3 separate regions of the Sus scrofa genome follow, and regions 1 and 2 are each linked to region 3. Evidence: chromatin contacts called from public HiChIP or PLAC-seq data. All regions are on one chromosome and are shown on one strand. Each heading gives the region's core, a stretch centred on a gene start, on an enhancer-like site or on the middle of the called end of the contact. The rest is flanking DNA. Distances are from core to core; before and after follow the strand shown. Region 1 has its middle 28 kb from the start of RFTN1. Region 2 holds the start of RFTN1 (raftlin). Region 3 overlaps RFTN1 (raftlin).

Evidence for each region. HiChIP or PLAC-seq counts read pairs in DNA pulled down with a chosen protein or histone mark.
Region 1: an H3K27ac HiChIP or PLAC-seq map of alveolar macrophages shows a contact between it and region 3, with 6 times the contacts expected there. The contact joins two enhancer-like sites. A contact is called at or near these places in 1 of 47 Hi-C or Micro-C datasets (heart right ventricle) and 2 of 2 datasets of contacts at active chromatin or transcription factors (alveolar macrophages and skeletal muscle).
Region 2: an H3K27ac HiChIP or PLAC-seq map of skeletal muscle shows a contact between it and region 3. The contact joins the promoter of RFTN1 here to the enhancer-like site in region 3. A contact is called at or near these places in 2 of 5 promoter capture datasets (fetal liver and liver), 6 of 47 Hi-C or Micro-C datasets (alveolar macrophages, embryonic fibroblasts, heart right ventricle and 2 more) and 2 of 2 datasets of contacts at active chromatin or transcription factors (alveolar macrophages and skeletal muscle).

Annotation. Positions count from the first base shown.
Region 1 is chr13:3,701,628-3,704,327 of Sscrofa11.1, forward strand. No RefSeq gene overlaps it. Among named protein-coding and RNA genes, the nearest start is that of RFTN1, 28 kb to the left of the region's middle. Within about 2 kb of position 1,359, at least 1 of the 83 cell types and tissues checked has an H3K27ac peak or open chromatin away from gene starts, as enhancers often do. A contact at or near this core is called in alveolar macrophages, where this site is marked.
Region 2 is chr13:3,673,776-3,676,475 of Sscrofa11.1, forward strand. RFTN1 (raftlin) reads right to left here and starts at 1,297. Exons shown (of 10, transcript XM_021071357.1): 1 at 986-1,297.
Region 3 is chr13:3,516,287-3,518,986 of Sscrofa11.1, forward strand. All of the region lies in intron 5 of RFTN1 (raftlin), which reads right to left. Among named protein-coding and RNA genes, the nearest start is that of TRNAE-UUC, 53 kb to the right of the region's middle. Within about 2 kb of position 1,450, at least 34 of the 83 cell types and tissues checked have an H3K27ac peak or open chromatin away from gene starts, as enhancers often do. A contact at or near this core is called in alveolar macrophages, fetal liver, liver and 1 more, where this site is marked.

The sequences.
Region 1 (2,700 bases), core at 109-2,608, 190 kb after region 3:
TCTTAGTAATGGAACTCTAGCTTCTTAGCTGGACAAGTGACTTCACAGAAGGAAAACTCGGCTTCCTTTGCAGCTAGGTTTGGCATTTGCTGAGTTCTGATCCAGAGATGTAAACAGAAGAGGCATGTGCACTTCCAGGAAGAGAGCGACCATAAAGAAAGGTGCCCTCTCCTCTGCCCCTTCTTCCTTCCTGATGAATGGAAGCAGATGTAATGGCTGGAGCTCGAATAGCTATTAGGACTTTGAGGTGAAAGAAATGCAGTGAGAATGGCAGAACAAATACACAAAGCCTGGATATTTGATGACAATCGCGCCACCAAATGACTTCTGGATGGTACATCTCCAGAGTTTGTTTATATGAGAGGAAAATACACTTTCCTTGTTTAAGCTACGATTAGTCATTCTAGATGAATCTAATCCTGATAGAGGAGTTATTGTCATCCCCATTTTACAGAAGAGACTGAGACTCAAGTTTACACAACTGGGGTACGTACATTCTGGTTCCTTGAGAACAGATGCCTCACTCTTGAGGTTGACTGATTCCCTGGCTCCCAAAGCTGATACCATGGAGGTGCTGAAAATATCCTCTTTGGGTTTCACTCATTGGAGCCAGGCCATGTGCCCACAAATATGAGCTGCAGGCCACACTTTCCTTAAAGGTTAGTCCTGAAGAGGCTTCCACTCACTGTGGGAGTGAGGCCAGGTCTTCAAGAGCAACAGACCTGGGTATGAGACTCTGAAAAATTTATTTAACATCTCAAACCTCAGATTCTTCTGTGACGGATATGACAGTACAGAGTTGTTAGGAGGACAAAGCGAAGGAATACACTGTGCCTGCCACTGACTAAGTGATCAGTAGAGGCTGGCTCTCATTATTAGTCCCTGGGGCTGACCTGGAGTCGTAGCATAATTATTCCTTTTTCCGTGTCTCCCTTTCATTTTGGGGCTGTCATCTTAAATAATATAATAACCAGCTATGTTACCAGCAAAAGCGAGTTTATTCAGGAATAGCCAGAGGAATTGCAATTCAGGATGTGTGAAATAATGGTGGACCACAGGCAAATCCAGAGAACCAAGATTTGTCTTTAAAGCCATCCTCCAAGTCTTTTATAGAGAAAAAGGGGGAGTTGGCAGGATTGAGATAACAAAAGAGTCCATTGGAGTTGCTGGGGGTCCAAAGCATGGAGGCATCTCATTGGTTGGGGGGGAACAGTCTCTGATTGGCTGGGCTACCCTAGGGCAGAGGGTAGATTTATCTTGCTGGATAGTAAGTAGAGGCATCTTCCTGATGGAAGTCCTAGCAGTACATTCCTTCCTGTTTGGAGTGATGAATGATGTGCAATGGGGCATGAGAGCTCCCCCTACAGGTCTGTCCCGACTTCAACTTTAGCTGAGGTTTATCCCCAACAAGCAACACTTTTCTCCCCACAGGGGTTACGGGGAGGGGCCCGTAACCCCTGCAAAAGCTAATCCCTCATACAATCAACTGCATCTTAGACTCAACCAGAACCCAAACATGCAGGGTTTGGTTGCCAAACCCCAGCTGTGGGCTCAAGTTTTCAAGCACAAGGCAGTTTTAGTAAGAAATTAATGTTCCCAAAATCATGACTTGTACTTGCTATGTTTCCACTGTTTGTTCTCATATAGTTGCTCAAGGAACCCCCCCCCCACTCACACAAAACATAAGGCAGCAATATTTGTCTTTAAAGCCATCCTCTAAGTCCAACACCCTCTCAGAGGTGCCTATAGAACCCATATCCCTACAGGTCTGCCTAGCAGGGTAACACAAGCGCTGCTTCTCTGTGATCCCTGCTGTCTGATGAATGAGTCCTTCTGATGTAATAACAGACACTGCATTGATTATCATGCAGCTTCCCCACCTGTAGGCCATGTGGCTTTGGGAGGTGGGGTGTACAGAATGTGTACAGGAAATCCTCAAATCCATCTGCATCCTTCACGGTCCATGAACTCAGTCTTTTACGTGTCTCCCACACGGTTAGACCCCTATTATTCAGATGTATATATGTGCTGTTGTGAGGAATAATATTTCATTTAAAGGCACGATACTAATATTAGATAATCGATAGGCACTAAATGCATACCCCTTATCATGCAAGAGTTAAAGCCCTAGGAGTTCTGTTGTGGCTCAGCAGGTTAAGACCCCAACTAGTATCCATGAGGATGTGGGTTCAATCCCTGGTCTTGCTCAGTGGGTTAAGGGTCTGGCATTGCCACAAGTTGCAGCATAGGTCACAGATGTGGCTTGTATCCTGCAATGCTATGGCTGTGTCTGTGTCTGCTGTGTAGGCAAGCAGCTGCAGCTCCAGTTTGACCTCTAGTCCAGGAAGTTCCATGTGCCACAGGAATGGCCCTAAAAAGGAAAAAAAAAGAGTTAAATGAATCCCTAGCTTAGTGCTACTCAATGAGAACTTGCAGAAATAGTCCCACAGCTAGGGATTCTCACGTGGAGTTTCAGCTGCAGATCGTGGAGACCACCAGACCCTCTGGTCACCCTCAAGTCACATTGGACAGGTATGCTGAGAAACACAAATCCATGGCCTTGAACAGGGGCAGGTGCACTCAGATGGCACAGCATGCACCACCTCCTTCCCTCTTTTCATGTGCATCACACACCCAGTGCACAAAATCATAACCACAGGCAGCAAAGAGAAGCAGCAGAAAGACTGAGGGACTCACATG
Region 2 (2,700 bases), core at 47-2,546, 160 kb after region 3:
TTTTTTAATACTTTTTGTTTGTTTTTAAAGCCCCTAACAAACTCGCTGACACCATCCAGCGTCCCTGGGGACCACCCACTAGCACATTGGGCAGCCAAGTGCAAGCAACAGGGAGGCAGCAGCATGCCTGGGTACAGCACCTTGGCCTCCAAGCCGTTCTCATTGCCAAAGACAGCGCCACACCAGGTGAAGGGCATGAGCCCTGACCCAGGAAGGGGGTGTGCATGCCTGATCACGGGGCTTCCTGAAATAAACGCCACCACCACCCCTCCCTGACCCAGGTCCACGCTGGCTTCCCTTAGCCTAGGAAATAGGTGAGGACGAGAGAAGAAACCCTCTCACAGAAGGAGAGATGCCCGTTTTTAGTGCTGGGACCCACACACACCCTGCGCCCCAAGTCTCTGAGCCTCCCGTGGCCCTGGCGCTTCCTCTAAACGCGCGGCACGTCTGCTCCCGCCGGTCCAGCACCCCTGTCCGGGGAACCGGGAACAAACGCACCTCCCAGGGCGCACGCACAACGGCAGCAGGAGCCGTCTCCGCCCCGCCCCGCCCCAGCCCACCCCGGCCTCGCGCCCTCAGCAACCCGGACTCCGCGGCCAGCTCCCGCCTGATCTTTGCCGAGGACCTCGTGCAGCAGTGTCCTAGACCCACCTGTAGCCCCCTCGGCTTCCTTCCTCGGCGCCCCGAGCATGCGGAGCCCACGGCCCTCAACAGACTGCTCTGGGGTGCCTCTCTCCATAGCGCGCCAGGGAGGATTCCGCGCCCCCCCCCACCCAAAAAAAGTTGGCCCAATACCGCCGCGTCCCACGGATCCGGCCCGACCCCATCCAATCCCGGCCAAAGGTGCGGGGAACAGGGGTGGCAGCCCCGACGCCCGAGAAGCATGCCCAGCCCGGGCAACCTCCAAGGAGGCGCCCACCGGCTCCCCCCTCGCCCCGTCCGCCGGGTCCTTCCTCCACCCCGAGTTCGGCAGGCGTCCACCTACCGTTCTGGACCAGGCGAGAAGAAGGCGCGGGCGCGGGCTCCCGAAGACAGCGTGTTCCGTCCCGGGAGGAAAGTTTGTGCCATATAGAGGAGGCGGTGCGGAGAAGGCGTGGGCGCCAGGGGGTGGGAACGTGGCCGGCTGCGAGGCGTGCTCTTGGGTCTGTCCCTCCTGCGATCTGTGCGCCCGTCCCTCCGCGGAGCCCGCGGCCGCCGCGCTCCCGCTCGCTGCGCCCTGAGCCCGGCGCGCTCCGGCTCCAGCCCCGACGCGCCCCCGTCGCCGCCGCGCGTCCGCCGGCTACACTTCCTCTTCCTCTGAACTCATGTGCAAAATATGCTGCGCCGCATCTTCTGGGGAGCCGCGCGGCCCCTAACAGCAGCCGCGGGAGCGACGAGCGGGCCCCGCGCCCCCTCCACTCGCCGCTCCGTCGCCTCCACGCAGCCCGCAACCTGTGCGCTCCCCGCTGCCGGCGACCCTAGTTGCCCCTCCTCGCAGAGGTCAGAGGTTCACCCGCCCACCGTCCCAACCCGTTTTAACCTAGGTTGCGTGCGTCAAGAACGCGCGTGGGGCTGGGAACCCTCAAATTTGGAGCTGGATACTGGAGGGCGACTGCCACCGAAGGTGCTCGTTTGGGGGCTGGGAGGACCACAGAGAAGAGAGGACCGTTCCTCCTCATGCCACAGGTGGGCCCATCCCCAGGCATATGCGTTATTTCTTAAGAGATTGTGCTTAGGGAGTGGGATCATGCCACTGTCCCCCGTGCCACACCCTAGCCCAGTTACTTCAGGTGCCCAGAAGTTTTGAGAAGATCTGGGGAACCGTCTTAGCCTGCAACTTGAGGCTGCCTGAGGAGGCAATTAAATAAATAAAAACGCCAGGCCAGGCCCACGTTAGTGAATCAAAGATGTGAGGCAGTGAGCCCATTATAGAAATCTTTCTTCTTGGAGCTTTTTAGACAAAGTAAAATTACAGTGTAAGGGTTAATAGCGGGAGCCCTAGAGCCAAATCATCTGGTTGGGCCTGCTGGCCTCCATCCATATTTACTTTGTGTGACTTGGGCAAGTGACTTAACTGCTCTGGGCCTGTTTCTTCCTTTCTTAAATAGCACTTTCTCATGGGTTCTATGTGTAAAGTGTTTAGGAAAGCACCCTATAACGTAGCTCTTATCCTTGTTATTATTGTTATTAATATTATTATAAGGAGACTGAAACAAGACAGGGGACATAATCTGATTATCTACATTTTCTGGTTGGGCAAAGAGGGGCCCTTAGGCATTGGAGCCCACAGGATGGAGGCCCCAACGGTGCTTTAATGATGTCATTCTGATACTAATAACACTCCCCAGGGGTAAAGAAGCACTATTTCGTTTTCAGGACTTCCTCTAACCACAGCTTCTGAGATATTTTCTTCCTAGTTTGCCTTCTCTGTAGCCATCCCAATTCTGTGTGCCTTCCCCCTCCTCCACTGCCATTTTGTTTCTGGTTTTTGCCCCTTTCCATTCCCACTTCGCTGCCTGCTGGTATCGCTCACCACCAGCCCCTCTAGTCTCTCTCACTCTCTCCCCTGCTTGGCTTTACCATCTAGGAGAAAACAAGATCAGATGACAGACCAAGTTCAGATTCAGACAATATTATATGTGGATAAGTTGTACAAGTGTCCAGTGGTGCCCAGTGGTGGTTTTGAACACCCACTTAGGAGGCCAAAAGAAGGAATGTTTG
Region 3 (2,700 bases), core at 200-2,699:
CCACTGAGCAAGCACCACCTGTGACTTCCAGGGAGCAATGCTGGGCCACAGACTGGGTCATGTGCAACAGTGAGGCCAGTGGGAGGGGTGGGGGCGGAGCTTCCAGCTACGCATTGGATAGAACCAACTATGAAGGAGGGGCTCCATCTTTACAGAAGGCCACCTGCATTTTCAACAACCAGCGTTGGCCTGCTCATCATCCCCACCCCAAATTATCTTTCTCAGTCCACTCACTGGACCCAGGCAGCCACCTATTTAAAATCCAGCCAGTCAGGGCTTTTACAGGAGAAATGAGGTCTTGGTCTACAGAGCTCGTGATCCTGAGACTATTTTGTGACTTTCAAACACAACCTTTAGCAATGGAGCCACGAAGAGAAAGGTTTGTAATGGAGGGGAATCGAGCAACAGATTGGAGCCAGGGGTGGGTGGGGTGGGGGTGGTGTTCCAAGGACAGGATGGTGATCTTGGGGACAGGGCCTCTTCCAGTCCAAGGGGCCAGGGGTTCAAATGAGAGCTGCAGTGGCTGGAGGCAAGAGGGTAAGCCAGGCTTTAGTGAGTCTCTGACTTCATTTGGATTTCCTCAAAAGCAGACTCGGTGAGCTTTGGGGTGTAAGTAGTTTCTTTGGAAAGTAATCCCAGGAAACTGATTGAGGGAGCGGGGATGAGAAACAGGGAAGAAAGGAAAGCCAAGGAAAGCTGCATTCCTGAGCTATCAGTGCCGTGGCAACAGGGGCCCTGAGGCACTGTATGCACACCCAGAGCTGCCCCACAAGGGGCAGGAAGCCGGGCATTTGTCTTCAGGGATTGAGGCCACTCCAGAGGCATTAACTCCCCAGTGTATCCGCCTGTTCCAGAGAACATGGCAGGCAGCTTAGAAAGCTGTCCTCAGGTGACCCCGAGGTGGGCCAGGACACCCGTCCACCACGGTCTGCTACCGTCAAGCACAAATGCATACAAACTGGAAAGAAAAAGAAATCACAGCCTCGGCTCTCGGGAGGATGAGAGGGGAATTGAGAAGTGGCGCCAATCCAAAAAGACATGACAGCACTTGATCACAAAGAAGGATCCCCAGTCACGTCGCAAGACAGAACCACAACGTTCCCACACACATAACGAAACAGAAAAAGGGAAGGACAGAAGGAGAAGGAGAGTGTGCTGGGGGTGGGCAGGGGAAGACAGGGCCGTCAAAGTGGATGGCGGGGTGCTGACAGCGCCCCCAGCTTTCCGTCTGGATCCTCCCCAGGGAGAAGAACCGAAGCCAGAGACAGAAATAAATCTTCCAGGAAGGAAAAGGAAAGGCTGTTGGAATTGAGAGCCTCCAAAGCATGAGCAGCAATGAAATATTGGAAGAAAGCTGCCTTCAGGTGCACCGTCCTCCGGTAAACTCCTCCAGCCCGCGGGCTCCTTGGCCACAATCCTTTCTCTGCTCACATGGAAACCAGCCAAGAGAAACTGTCCCCAAATGATTCCCTTTGATGTTTTAATATTCTGACTCTCAACACACATCCGCACATGAGGAGGCACCAGGGAATTCCAAAACGAAGTCCAAGTTTGTTTACTTTGTCTCAGCTGCTCTGTGACTCTGCCATGACCCCAGCTGGAAGATTTTTCCCAGACATGGGACAACAAGTCCCAAAGGACAGGGAAGGCATTGTTTCTGAAAATGTTCTGAGAATGGCTGCAGAACTGGCCTGGCACAGCACCCAAGGAGCTTCAAGATTGCTCTGCCTTGTATTTCTATTTCTGTCCCGTTGTCTTTCTCTTGGCCCCCACCCCCGACATGGGGTGAGGGGGCCTCGTCTTTGGGTCATTTAGATCCTTTGAAGCCATAAAATGTAGTAGTCCAGAAAATATGGCAGGGGCTACACCTGTGTTTGCTGGATTGACCTGAGACACACAAGGAAAAGAAGCTAGGGCAGCAAAGGAGACAGGGGCATGGGCCTGGAGCTGGGGCTGGCGGGTGCTGCCAGCCTGCCAGCCAGGTCTGCTCAGGCCTTGCCAAGCTCCTCAGGAACAAGGAGGAAGAAGGCAGGTGCCAGGCAGTAGGGACTTGGGCACAGGATGGATGTCTGCAGTCTGTCTGCAGGTATGTTCCCAGAGAGGTGGTGACTTGCAGGGAGCAGGTGGGCTGACTGGGTCCTACCTTCCCAGGGGACCTCCAGGCCTCAGGAAAGAAAGAATTCAGAATCCGGCAGAAATCATGGAGCTCCAAGGATTAGACTGGGAGAAGGAGGAGGAGGCGGGCAAGTTAGCTGGGTTGGAAGGAAGAAGTAGGTGATGGACTTGGCCTGGGAGCCAGGCTAGATGGGGCTTGGGTCTGCTGAGGTCCTGGGAGGGGAGCTAAGATGAAACACATACCCTAGGAGGGCAGGGCAGTGGGGGGAGAGAGGGCAGAAGGGCCTCAGGTCCCACCGGATTCCTGAACCTGGGAGGAGGCTGCTTCAGACTTAGAAACAAACAGCAGGGCATCCCTGGGCCTCAGAGAGGCCTGCCTGCCAGGCAAAGAGGGGGGCTGCTGCATGCACAGCAATCCACGGGTCCACTTGTAAGGATGTTAGCAGCCACAGGACACAAATGTATTAACAGAGGCCTTCAGTGCCACCATCTCATGTGACTCCAAACTCCAGGGGGAACTACATCCCTTCTCTGCCCAGAACCCTTAAGTGGCTCCCCTAGAATGACAGGCTGGTAAGTGGCAAA